2 separate regions of the Mus musculus genome follow, and region 1 is linked to region 2. Evidence: chromatin contacts called from public HiChIP or PLAC-seq data. All regions are on one chromosome and are shown on one strand. The core of a region is the stretch at or near the end of the contact, and the rest is flanking DNA. Distances in the headings are between cores, read along the strand shown.

Region 1 (5,848 bases), core at 480-2,979, 2.8 Mb before region 2:
TGAGATAGAGCATGGCTTCTGGGGCATTGGTTGAGGAGGAAAGTCAGCTGGGTTTGGTCTCCGCCTCTCTGAGCTGGCAGGTGTTCACCCCAGCATCAGGCTCCCGAGCTTCATTGGTAAATCCAAAGATTGATATTTTGTCAAAAACATCAGTAGAGCCGGGCATGGTGGTGCACGCCTTTAATCCTAGCACTTGGGAGGCAGACACAGGCAGATTTCTGAGTTCGAGGCCAGCCTGGTCTACAGAGTGAGTTCCAGGACAGCCAGGGCTACACAGAGAAACCCTGTCTCGAAAAACCAAAAAAAAAAAAAAAAAAAATCAGTAGAACCTTGTGCCTCACCTGAAATGCCACAAGGATCCTTCTAGAAATGCCTGTGGTTATTTACAGTATTGTTTTGGGTAACACTAGTCGTTTTAAGAAGAATAAGTATGGGTCTGGGGAGAAGATGGCTCAACAGGAAAGGCATGTGTCAACAACACCTGAGTTCCGTTCCTGGGACCCACATGAGAGAAGGAGAGAAGTTACCCATAGATTGTCCTTTGACCTCCATATACACATAGAAGTACATACAATATACATGTGTACACACACACACAATACACACACCACCCATAAATAATAAAAAAATGAGCATTATTATATATGATTTATTTCTACTTAGTGTGCAGAAGTATCTTACCCGCATTTATGTATGTGTACCATGAGCACTCCTGGGGCTGGAGATCGTCACAAGAGGCTGTTGGATTCCCTGAAACTGGAGTTACAAATCGCTGTGAACTACCCTGTGGGTGGAAGCAACTGAACCCTAGTCCTCTGTGAGCATAGCAAGTGCTCTTTGCCATCTCTGAAGGCTCTTTCTTTCTGGAGCCTCTTCACTGCCCCAGAGGTAACCATTCTATATCCTGAATTCTATGTTTGCCCAATAGGAGGGCGATGAGCGACCCAAGGGGGAAAGAGAAAGCTCAACCCAGGTTGGCCATTAGCTCAAAGTTGATGCCCAGCGTTCCAAATCCAGGAGGTGACCAGATTAAAAAAAAAAAAAAAAATCAGGAACCAGGATAGATCTGCTGGTTATTCAATAATTCTCAGAGCATGTATTTGTTTCAGAGGTCAATGGAACATATCGCTGCTACCTTAGGGCATACTCTCCCTGAAGGACTTTAACCAGTTTCTGTTACATCAAGTTAACGCTCCTGAGGACTGAATTTACGCCAGTGCCTGTGAAAAGGGACTACTTCAGTCTCACCTGTACCACCATGAAATGTGGATTTCCCACAACTCATTTTATCATGACATCACCTCTGGGCCCAAATTAGAAACCAAATAAGCTGGTGGAACTTTTTGAATCTAGGAATGCCTGGTAAAAGCCTGCATCAAACTCATTTTTTAAATATGAAGTTCACAGGCATCTTCCTGCGTTCATTTCCTGCTCTCCATCCCCCTGCCTTAAAAAAAAAAAAAACAAAAAAAAACCTACCACCACCAACCCCCCCCCCCCCCAAAAAAAAAAAAAAACCCTTACAGTTTTAATTTTTTACTATTGTTGAATTCGGAGCCCTGTCTCACTCTCCCGAATGTTTGCAGTCACAGGAAACAGCCTGAAGCACCAGGGGTTTAAAATAGCCAGGGAGCCTGGTTAAAAAGTTCCCTGGATTGGGTGAAGGGAGGAGGCTCTTCCCAAGCTCGGAGCCTCTAAGAGTCACGTGTTCTCCTGTTCTTAGCTCCCGCGGGGTGTAATTTGAGAAGACAGGTTCCTCCCAACCCCTCTATCTCGGTCTGGTGAGGACTCCCCTAAACAGCCTCTGGATGTGGGTTTCCTTTCGTAGCTAGTCACCCATGAGTCTTAAGGAATTTTTTTTCCCTTTCGATCCTGGGGCTACTGGAAGACTGGCGGCAAGGCAGCTATCACACCCTGCTCATGGCTGCTCCGTGGTGTCCAAGCTAATTTTAGACCTTGAAGAGAAGTCACCGGGAAGAATGATGGGTAGAAAATGATCAGGTTCTAGGGTTTAATTTAAAATGGCGGGAAACAGGGCAGTAGGGAAGGAGAAATGAAGCGGGTCTTGTCAAGTTCAGACAAGATAGGTAACTGAGGTGGAACAAGGTTGGAGCTGGGGCTGAAAGATCCGGAGCCCTTCTGTGTTGATGTGTCCGGCCATCGCAGGCTTTGTGGGCTAAGTGCTTAGCGAGGAGGTGAGCCCCAGACCACAGGAGTTTTGACAGCCCCGCTTTGTTGCAGAAAATCAACAGGTTCGAGTGTATTTATAGTTTTAGGTTGGATGCTGTTGTAGTTTGTTTTCTGTTGTTGTTTATAAAAGTCATGATCAAAAAGCAACTTGGGGAGGAGAGCGTTTATTTCATCTTAGTTTACAGTCCATCATGAAGTAAAAAAGAGACAGGAACTCCAGTAGGAACCTGGAGACCGGAAATGACGTACAGAATATGGGGGAATAATCATTAGTGCCTTGCTCCTGGGCTCCTGTTTAGCAATATTTCCTGTACAGCTCAGGCCCACTTGCCTAGGAATAGTACTACCCACAGTATTTTGGATCGTCCTACATCATTACCAATCAAGAAACTGCTCCCAGACATGCCCACCAGCCAGTCTGAGACACCCAGTTCTTTAACTGAGGTTTCTCTGTTCTAGATATTTCAAGTTGAGAACCAAGACTAGCCATCACACGTATTTTGTAAGGGTGGATATATTTTTACATGTTGGGTATATCTTAGACACTGGTATTAGTATGGGGTCTATTCCTGATCAATTTCACAATCTGATTTTGAAGTTAAGGAAACAAAAACCACAGCTTCTGTGGGTAGAGTTCTATATTAGGTTGAGCCTGCATTAAGAAGAGTGCCAAGGAGTATCACCTCCCTGTAGATTAGAGGTCAAAGAAACAAGGTCCATCCTGCTGCAGGGTAGCCAAGCCCAGGAACGCCAGTCTCCCTGTGTCTTACAGACCAGTCTGCAATGAGCCAGTTGGTGCTTTGTTCTCTGTTTGGCTAAGGTGTTATCAATTGAGGAAAGAGGGTCGACTAAGTTTCAACAAAGGCACAGGGGTCATCTCAGCCCTTGGGAGACAGACACTGGAGGATTAAGTAAGTGTCTGAGGCTGCTATGAGCTACATAATGAGAGTTTTTCTCCGAAGTAAATGAAAAGAAAAAAAAAGAGAAAGAAAGAAAGAAAGAAAGAAAGAAAGAAAGAAGGAAAGAAAGAAAGGAAGGAAAAAAGGAAGAAAGGAAGGAAGGAAGGAAGGACATGTTAATTTGCTTACTTGATCTTTAAAATAACAAGGAAAGTCCTCACACACTTGTAACTCTACAGGGTCCTGGGTTGCTTCCTTTCTTTAAAAAAAAAATTGTGTGTGTGTGCACACGTGTACGTGGGCATGCACACTCTCATGGTGTGTGTGTGCACGTGCGCATGTGTGTGGTGGTCAGAGAACAACTGCTTTTCCTTCCACCATACAGGTCCTGGTGAGTTGAACTCAGGTCCTCAGGTTTGGCTACAGGCCCTTTTACCCACTCAGCCATATCACTAGCCCCTTGGTTCAAGGGTTCATTTTTCATTTTAGCCTGTTATTGGTTGAGTGAAGTTCGAGCTTCACAGGAGATATTCTGGAAGAGAGAGATTGATGTGCATTTTAAAATCCAGAGAGTGACAGTTACCTCTTAAAATCTGTAACTTTGCCCTTGTCTGAAAGAATAAGGAAGAGATTGTCACAGTCCGTTTGCAACATGAGATGCTCTTAGAGTTTGGAGAGCTAAAAGATGTGTTAGGGTCCTCCCTCCCACAACTGGCCTCCAGCCTCTCAAAGATCTTCATTCCTCTCTCCCTGAAGCATTCTAGTCATTAAAAACATCTTCAGAAACAGAAATCTTAGGTGCCATGGTCAAGTGTGATTCATTCACTCATTCATTCCCCACTCCTGCCTCCCACTCCACCAATCACTGCGCTCGGTTCTGAAAATATAGAATATAAGTTTAGCCCAAATGGGCCCAAGCCCCCTGGGTCTTAGATGCCATGGGGGTGGTGGTGGGGAATTAGTGGTAATGGCGAGGAAGCCGAGTCCTTTCAATATCCTTCTCCCCGTATTTTTCCAGCCAGTTCATCTCCATAGAACAGGTTCCCAGAGGGATCGAGTTGCCTGGAAGTGGTCCACAGAGGCATTCTGCGGGAATCCTCTTCTGAGGCAAAGGCGTTCACTGCATTGTTTATGAGTGGAACAATAAAAGCTGGAACTCGAGCTGCACGAGGAAAGAACGGTGCGCCTCCGGTCACACCCGAGGCTAGAAAACAGTGGCTACAGGGAGTGGCCACCAGAGGTTCTGATTCCCCAACCTATGCCCAGGTGTGACCTTCATCCCGGGGGACTCCCAGTTCCGGAAGTTACAAAGGTCTAAGTACCTCACCCTCCTCAAAGGCACGGGGCTGAGGATAGGCATCCCAGGACAACCTTCCCCTTTGCCACGCAGGGCCTGCCTCTTTCAGAGGCGGCCTTCTGGATTTCTGTTGAAACCCAATCTTCACACTTTAGGTTATGCCCTTATATTTAGTTCCCAGTTAAGATGACCTGTATGGCCTGTATAACTTCAGACTGAGAGGAAGGAAAAAAAAAAAGGAAAGAAAGAAGGAAAGAAGGAAAGAAAGAAAGAAAGAAAGAAAGAGGAGAAAGAAAGAAAGAAATAAAAAAAGAAATAAATAAAAATAAATCAAAAGGACCACTCACAGCGTATGGAGAAGATTTTTTTTTTTTTTCTGTAGACATGAGGAGGAGCATAGTCAGAGGCAGAGACATCCGGTAGAGTCCAGAGTGAGCAGGACCCTGAATCAGACCGAAGGAGGGCAGAGGGAGAACCTGGAGATCAGGAGAGTAAAGGGTAGTAAAACTGGCTGGCTAATCAAAATGGCTGGGAAGAGTAACTAGGGGAAGGGCAGCCCAGCCTTGGGCTGGGATGTTTATCTAGGGGCCAGGGGATGCCCAGCCATACCCTGTAAGTAGGGCCTGAGGGATGCTGGGAGAACCTCGTAACCAGTTCTACTTTGATATGTTAAATAGGTCCCTCGGCCATTTGTTCCAAGTTTGAGACCTAAGACAGACCGGATTGACCTTCAACTTGCCCACTCAATTATGTCCCCACTGGGGACAAATAATCCCGGGCTGCTGCCAGGATTCGGGGCTGGGGATTCGGAGGCAGGTTGTGTATCTTGAGGGTCCCATTTTCTCGTGATAATAGGTTCTTCTAAGGCAAGATAAGCAGCTCTTCTCAACCCCTCCAGGAACATCCTGCCCCAGAGATGATGGGCAACTGTGGGTTTTTAATCAACGTCTCTACCTTCTCTAGAGTAGTTGGAAGTCTGAGCCACTAATAAAATTCTGTGGGGCTAAAACATTTTTTTCTTTGAAGTTTTAGAAACAAGATAAAATAAACAAACGTTAAATTACAGACCCCACACCCTTAATGTGTATGAGTGTTTTGTCTGGGTGCATGTATGTCTGTGTTCCGTTTGCATGTCTGGTGTCCTCTGAGCCCAGAAAAGGACATATGGTGCCCTGGAACTAGAATTAGGGATAGTTGTGAGCTGGCACATGGGTACTGGACATTGAACTTAGGTCCTCTGTAAGAGTAGTCAAGGCGATTAACTATTGCAACATCTCTCCAGCCCAGATCATTCATGTGACTGACAGCTTATCTGTGGCCTTGAATTCTGTAACTTTGGAGAACACGTAAGACACAGACCCGAGTCAGGAGGAGTCTAACAAGAGGTAAAAAAAAAAAAAAAAAAAAAAAAACGGCTTCATCACTAGCTGTACCTTTTACCAACAAAGGTATTAAAGGCATG
Region 2 (6,301 bases), core at 1,518-4,017:
TATACACACATGCCCATGAATACAAACACATGCACTTACACGTGGGCATACAAAGTGCACAAAAGCATACATGAGCACACACGTGCAGAGCTGAATGCACACATACACACCACTCAGGTATCGTCCTGGAGAACTTATAGAGTAAATCCTCAGCACCCCAGTGAGAGCTACGACTCTTCTCCTGTCTCCTCCATGTCCAGAGAAACTCCCACCCACACTGCAGAGCAGGCTTATTTATCAAGAGAGTGGTATCCTGAAGGTGGAAGGTCAGAGGTGCAGGCCAATTCTTGCTCAGAAACTGAGGCTATTCAGCCACAGCCCAAATGAAACTTTAGATTTCTTTTTTTTTTTCTTTTTTCTTTTTTCTTTTTTCTTTTTTAGAGGATCTTATGATGTAGCCCTGGCTAGCTTGGAGCTCACTATATAGATAAGGCTAGCCTCAAACTCAGAAATCTACCTGTCTTTGCCTCTAGAGCACTAGGACTAAAGGTATTCACCACTGTGTCCGTCACATTTAGGGGTTTCTTGATTGACTTTTGGTTAAGAGTTTTGAGGGGTTTTTGTTTGTTTCGTTGTTTGTTTTTGTTTTGAGATAACATCTCCCACTGTAGCCCAGGCTGGTTTCACACATGCCTGGATCCTCCTGCCTCAGCCTCTCCAGTACTGAGATTATGGTATGAACCACAACAGCCACCTTCCTGAATTTTAAATTATATGCATCCTCCTACTATCTTATCAGAATGTCTTTAGTAGAACAAAGACGCTATCTTTTCCAGATGCATGTTTTCCATTCCCACTTGGTTAAGGTGATACTGGCTCTCACTGAGGCGTCCCCTCTCCTCATCTTGCTTTATCTAATCTACCCCGTACCCTGACCCACATCCATACTAATGCCTTCCTGCCTCTGCAGTCCCCATCTGCATTCCGTGTCACCTGGTGCCACAAGAACAAGGGTTACTTTTAAGGACGTAGGATGTGCCACAATTGAGTCCTGTTTGTCTTCCCAGGGTCCTCCCACACATCCTAGGGTCCTCCCATAGGCCAGATTCCAGTCTGACAGGTTATCCACGCTCCTCTGAACACCCCAAGTGCATGCTGGGTCCGTACTCCCTACTCTTTGTCCAGAGTGCTCCTCAGTTCCTTACCCAACAGACACTTACAAAGTCCCCTTCAAGTGCCAAGAGCTGGAACTTCACGGTGACACAGCTCATGATGGTGGCTCACAGAGCAGGAAGCACAGTGGCCCGCAGGGGGCAAGGTGGGCCCCGTGTTGGAAGGTGGCCACTGGAGCCTAGTTCCAGCGGTATTGCTGAGAGCTCCAGCTTCCTCGGGAGACAGACTGCGAGCTTGCCTATGCCATTATTGCTCTGCAGCTCAGAGCCTTCGCAGGTCACGCGGACCCAGGCGAGCAGGCGCCGGGGAATATGAGTTTTTCTGCGTTTCACTTGGCAAGCAAGGGGGCCAGGCCTTGCAAGCATGTTCTCAGTGGAGCATGCATGTTTCAGCTTGCCCCGGAGCGGGATCCACTGTTCCTGTGGGCAGGGCAGAGTTTCATAAGCACTGGTTTGGACAGAGTAGGCAGTCAATAAAAATATCTGCTGAGTGAATAATTGTGAATGAAGGTAGTCACGGAGCCTCGTGACCTGTTCATAAAAGAGCCCTCCAAGTTTCCCACTTCCCAGGAATGCTGGGTGGCTTAATTCATCGCATCCAGAAGGAGACGAAGCTCTTCACATGAAAACGGTTGAATCTTGTTGGCTCGGAGAGGGAGGGTGCATACGCATATGGAATATACCTTACCCCGTAATAGGGGTCTCTGACCAGCTTTAATATATATGCAATGTCTCCTTCCAATGAAAACAAAAAATACAAGCAGCAGAGAGCACAGAATGACGGGAAATCCCTTTATTTTTTTTTCTCTTCATTCTCGTCCTCTTTTGCAGCATCTAGAAAGATCTTTGAGTACTGGGCGTGTACTGCAAAAAATCAAAAGAAATGTGTAAGTAACGCAGAACTGAGATGGCGTCCGCCTGAAGGGTAAGGCGGCCGGGCTCCTCCAACTGGCTCTCAGGGACACTAAAGCTCCTCTCTCAGCAATTACGTCTGCTGGAGCCACACCCAAGCCTGGGGCACCCTCATGCCTTTGTCTCTTGGGGGTGGGGGAATGCTGATGAGCACCAATGAAATCCTCGAGGAGATTACAAATAATTAAAGGTGATCCAGTTTGACTCTCTTCATTTTTTTTTTCCAGGACCTGGAGCTGTCAGCTCCCAAGACGCAGGGCAGGATGGGAGCCAGCCCTCAGAGAAGGCTGCTATGCCTGCTTGACCACACCCTCTGCTTGTTTAAGGTGTCTTTACTGTCTGAGGGACATAGGCATTTCCTTTTTGCGTCCCCTCCCCTCCCCCTGGCTGTTTTGTTGTTGTACATAAGTAGCCCAGGCTGGCCTCAAAATCTCCATCCTCCTGCCTCCAACTCTAAGAACTGGAATTACAGATATGTGCTCGGGAAAGGGTGTGTGTTGGTATTCTTCTTTTCATTCCTTGTTTTCTTCCTGTCTGTCCATCTGTCTGTCTTTCTTCCTCCCTCCTTGATAGGTTATTTCATCCACCGCCGCCGATGAAATGAGCCAACTCAAACCAGATTAGATTATATGAAAGGCAGGTTTATTGAGAGGCCCCAAGGATTGAGGCCAGGGGAATTGTCAAGGTGAGGGATGCAGGAGAGGAGAAAGGGCAGGCACGCAGAATGGCAGCCCCTGGACTGGAAAGATCCAGGTTAGGGGCAGAGTATGCCAGGTAGGGACTGAGGGATGCTGGGAGAACCTGGAGGCCAGGTTTGCTTTGGTATGTAAAATATGCGCCTCAGTCCCTTGTTCCACCCCCCACCTCTGCCCCCAATAAACCAAACACTCCTCCTTGTTTGCTTTGTCTTATTTTTGTGTTGCTGGGAACCGAACCCAGAGCTTCAGGCGTACCAGACAGGTAGCTCTTGCACCTGTTCTGACTCCATCCCCTTCATCTACCGCCATGCTTGTTGTTCTTCTTGCTTTAAGGTAGGCAATCCGGTCCTCTCCCCATCTCCACCCTCACCTTCTCGCTGGGCCAGTCACTTTTTTTGAAGTACCTTCTTGACCCGGGAGGCCTAAATTTTCAACTCCTCGGACCTATTCACACACTTGCCTGTTTATGATGCACAAAGTGCCACACATACTTTCTCTAAACCCAAATTTCTGCTGATCTGATGTCAGATAGATTGAGCCTCTGTTTACCCTGCATTTAAGCTAAAGATCAAAGCCTCCTCCTAGTGATTTCACTTCCTGTTTTATGGCCACTCTGAGGGGTGGAGGGGACAGTGAAAGAAACCATAGGTTTCCTGCCCACAGGCTCCCTGGTTGCGAGCCTCTAAACACAACCTCCTGGTCCCATTCTGTCTTCCCAATCTGGCTACACGGCTGACTCTGTGGTAGTCGGATTGCACTGTCTCACTCCTTCGATCCCAGACCTGCACTGCCTGGAACAATGGTTTCTAACCCCAGTCGACACACTTGGGGACTTTTTCAAAGCAGACAGTCGGAAATCCCAAGGGCTACATCAGTATCTCCAAGGAGACTAATCCTTAGTCCGGGTCAGTCCAAAATCACTTACCTGAAGACTCACCTTCAGATTTCTTCACGGGACCTTGGCCCTAGCACACACCCTCCTCAGACAGAATGACTTCGTTTCCTCGTGGGAATTCCCTTCCCTGCAGACACTAACCTGATGTCTGGATTCATTCTCTCTCTCTCTCTCTCTCTCTCTCTCTCTCTCTCTCTCTGCCTCACTGATGGCTTATTTGGTGCCCTAGGGGGAAATCAATTGCTTCCTCTTTGGGCCTCTTCCTCTGTAGCTTGGAAAACTTGTCTAAACACTTTTTATTCTCTTTTTCTTCAGGAATGTGGTCGAGCTTAATGCCTCCTGCCTGCTGCGCACACAGTTTCACTGAGCTACGCACCTATATTGTGTTTTTTTTTAAATAATTTTTTATTAGATATTTTCTTCATTTACAATTCAAATTATATTGTGTGTTTTAAAAAGAGGTCTCTTTCTTCAGCTAAGCCACAGGTTAACCTCCTAAGAGACATCAAGTTTTCTCATAGGGCTGAGACATATATGTTATGACAATAAATACATTAAGTATATAATACCAATAAATGAGATAATTCATCATTTTGACAGAATTTTAGGAGAGCAATTTGTTAGAAATAATTATAGTTTCTGAACGTTTTAAAAATCCTGAAAGAAACATTTTATATTCTGCCTGAAATATAAACCCAGGCTCCATTATTCCTGGGTTATTTTTCCCAGGACTCCCAAAATGATGGAGTCCTAAGGGAAGGAGCAGAGGTCAAACAAGGGATGCTGTGTGTGATGATGATGTAAGACAGCAGACCAGTTACAGCCTCCCTCCTTTGGCTTTCAGTATCATCAACTGGTGCTGGGGATTGAACCCAGGGCTTTGGGCATGCCAAGCATCTGCTATGCCACCAACACATCCAGCCCCAACCCTAGTACTGGGAACTGGAAACGAGGTCAGTCAGAAAATTCTCCTGGTCCTTTTCCCAATCAAGGGGGTCTAGGGACTCTTGCCTTTTGTTGTTATAAATGGTGATTTGTTTTGTTTTGTTTTGTTTTGTTTTGTTTGATCCTTAAAGTATCATCAGTGTGTGTGTGAGAAGAGACTAGTTAGAAAAAGCTAAGATGACTGAAAACTACCCCACCTGCCTTCTGGGCAGAGATGAAAAGAATTAGACATTTATCTAATTCTATTTTGAAATGTCCTTTCTCCTAGGAGCACTCAGAAACAAAATAAAATATTTCTAGTCATTTCTGCAGTGTTTGTATCCGAACAGTTCTGATGTGGTTCTGCGTAAAGATAAGCAGCAAGCAATGCCTAATTTTCCTGCAGAAATACTAAAACCAGAATTGACTCCTACAAGGACAGGGAAGACATCAAGGATGAAAGCCTTCAAATGCTAGAAGCAGCTAACTGCCGGGCTTAGAGGAACGCGCTCAATTGAAGGAAGCTGAGAAAGGCGTGGCTTCTACTGTAGAGTCCTTCAAGACTCAGGCATCCCTGAAACGGAGGTGGGAGTGGCTTGCTACCTAAAGCGAATATCAAAACCGCTGGAGAAGAGGTTAGATCCAGGGTTAGCACTGCGCCAAGGCCACAGAAGCCAAACCCATACTGAGGGGAGAGTAGAACAAGGGATCCTCCGAGCGGGGGTCCTCAGGGAGATCTGAAGGTGAGAAGATGCTCCAGACAGAGAAAGCAGCTGGCTGGCAAAGTGAGACAGTAAAGTTGGTAAAGTTTTACCCTCCGCTTCTCAAGCAACAATCTGTGTGGTGGGGATACCCACGGGGGCGGGGACACACACACAACACCCCCCCCCCCCAAATGGCTAGGAGAAATCAAAGACTTAGACTTAGGGACTTGGGAGGTGGGAGAGGGGGGGCATTCCTATTACCCTTCAGTGGGGTCTTTAGCCCACACACCTGACAATGTTCTCAAAAGTCCTAATTTGAGGCTTCGTTCCAATTCTGAATTTGGAGTGGGCCAACATTGCCCTTAACAGCCCTTGACAAGGCTTCTAATGTTGGTTACTGAAAGAAAGGAAGGGAAGCAACTTGAAGCAGATCGGAAGCTGCAGTAAGAAAATAACTTCTAGAGTATACTCTAGCATAAGAACGAGGAACGAACCACTGAGTTAAGACACAGGTTTTAAATTTTTTAAAAGTTCATTTGAATGTGCTTTCTAGGGGCTGGAGAAATGGCTTAACAGTACAGAGCACTCGTTGCTCTTGCAAAGGAACTGGATTCCAGTCTTAGCACCCACATGGTAGTTTACCATCATCTGTAATTTCAGCTCCAGGGGATATGATATCTACTCTGACCTCTGAAGACACCATGCATGCACATAGCACACAGATATATGCAGGCAAAATACTAACATATAAAAAAAATTAAATAAATAATTTTTTTTATTTTTTATTTTTTTTAGGATGGGAAATAGAGCTCGAGGTGATATAATGCTTGCCTAGCGCACATGAGAAGGAAGAGGAGGGGGAGGGGAGGGGGAGGGGAAGGAGGAAGAAGAGGTTCTGAGTTCAAATTCCAGCAACCACATGGTGGCTCACAGCCACCGGTAATGAGATCTGACGCCCTCTTCTGGTGTGTCTGAAGACAGCTACAGTGTACTTATGTATAATAATAAATAAATCTTTGGGCCAGAGCAAGCAGGGACTGAGCAAGCAGAGTTGAC

What was found. HiChIP or PLAC-seq counts read pairs in DNA pulled down with a chosen protein or histone mark.
Region 1: a contact with region 2 is called in an H3K27ac HiChIP or PLAC-seq map of embryonic stem cells, with 6 times the contacts expected there. The contact joins two enhancer-like sites. A contact is called at or near these places in 2 of 39 promoter capture datasets (hippocampal neurons and liver) and 1 of 115 datasets of contacts at active chromatin or transcription factors (embryonic stem cells).

What each region holds. Positions count from the first base shown.
Region 1 is chr13:40,850,657-40,856,504 of GRCm38.p6, reverse strand. No RefSeq gene overlaps it. Among named protein-coding and RNA genes, the nearest start is that of Mir5124a, 12 kb to the left of the region's middle. Within about 2 kb of position 1,729, at least 154 of the 459 cell types and tissues checked have an H3K27ac peak or open chromatin away from gene starts, as enhancers often do. A contact at or near this core is called in embryonic stem cells, where this site is marked.
Region 2 is chr13:38,076,112-38,082,412 of GRCm38.p6, reverse strand. No RefSeq gene overlaps it. Among named protein-coding and RNA genes, the nearest start is that of Riok1, 42 kb to the right of the region's middle. Within about 2 kb of position 2,767, at least 39 of the 459 cell types and tissues checked have an H3K27ac peak or open chromatin away from gene starts, as enhancers often do. A contact at or near this core is called in embryonic stem cells, where this site is marked.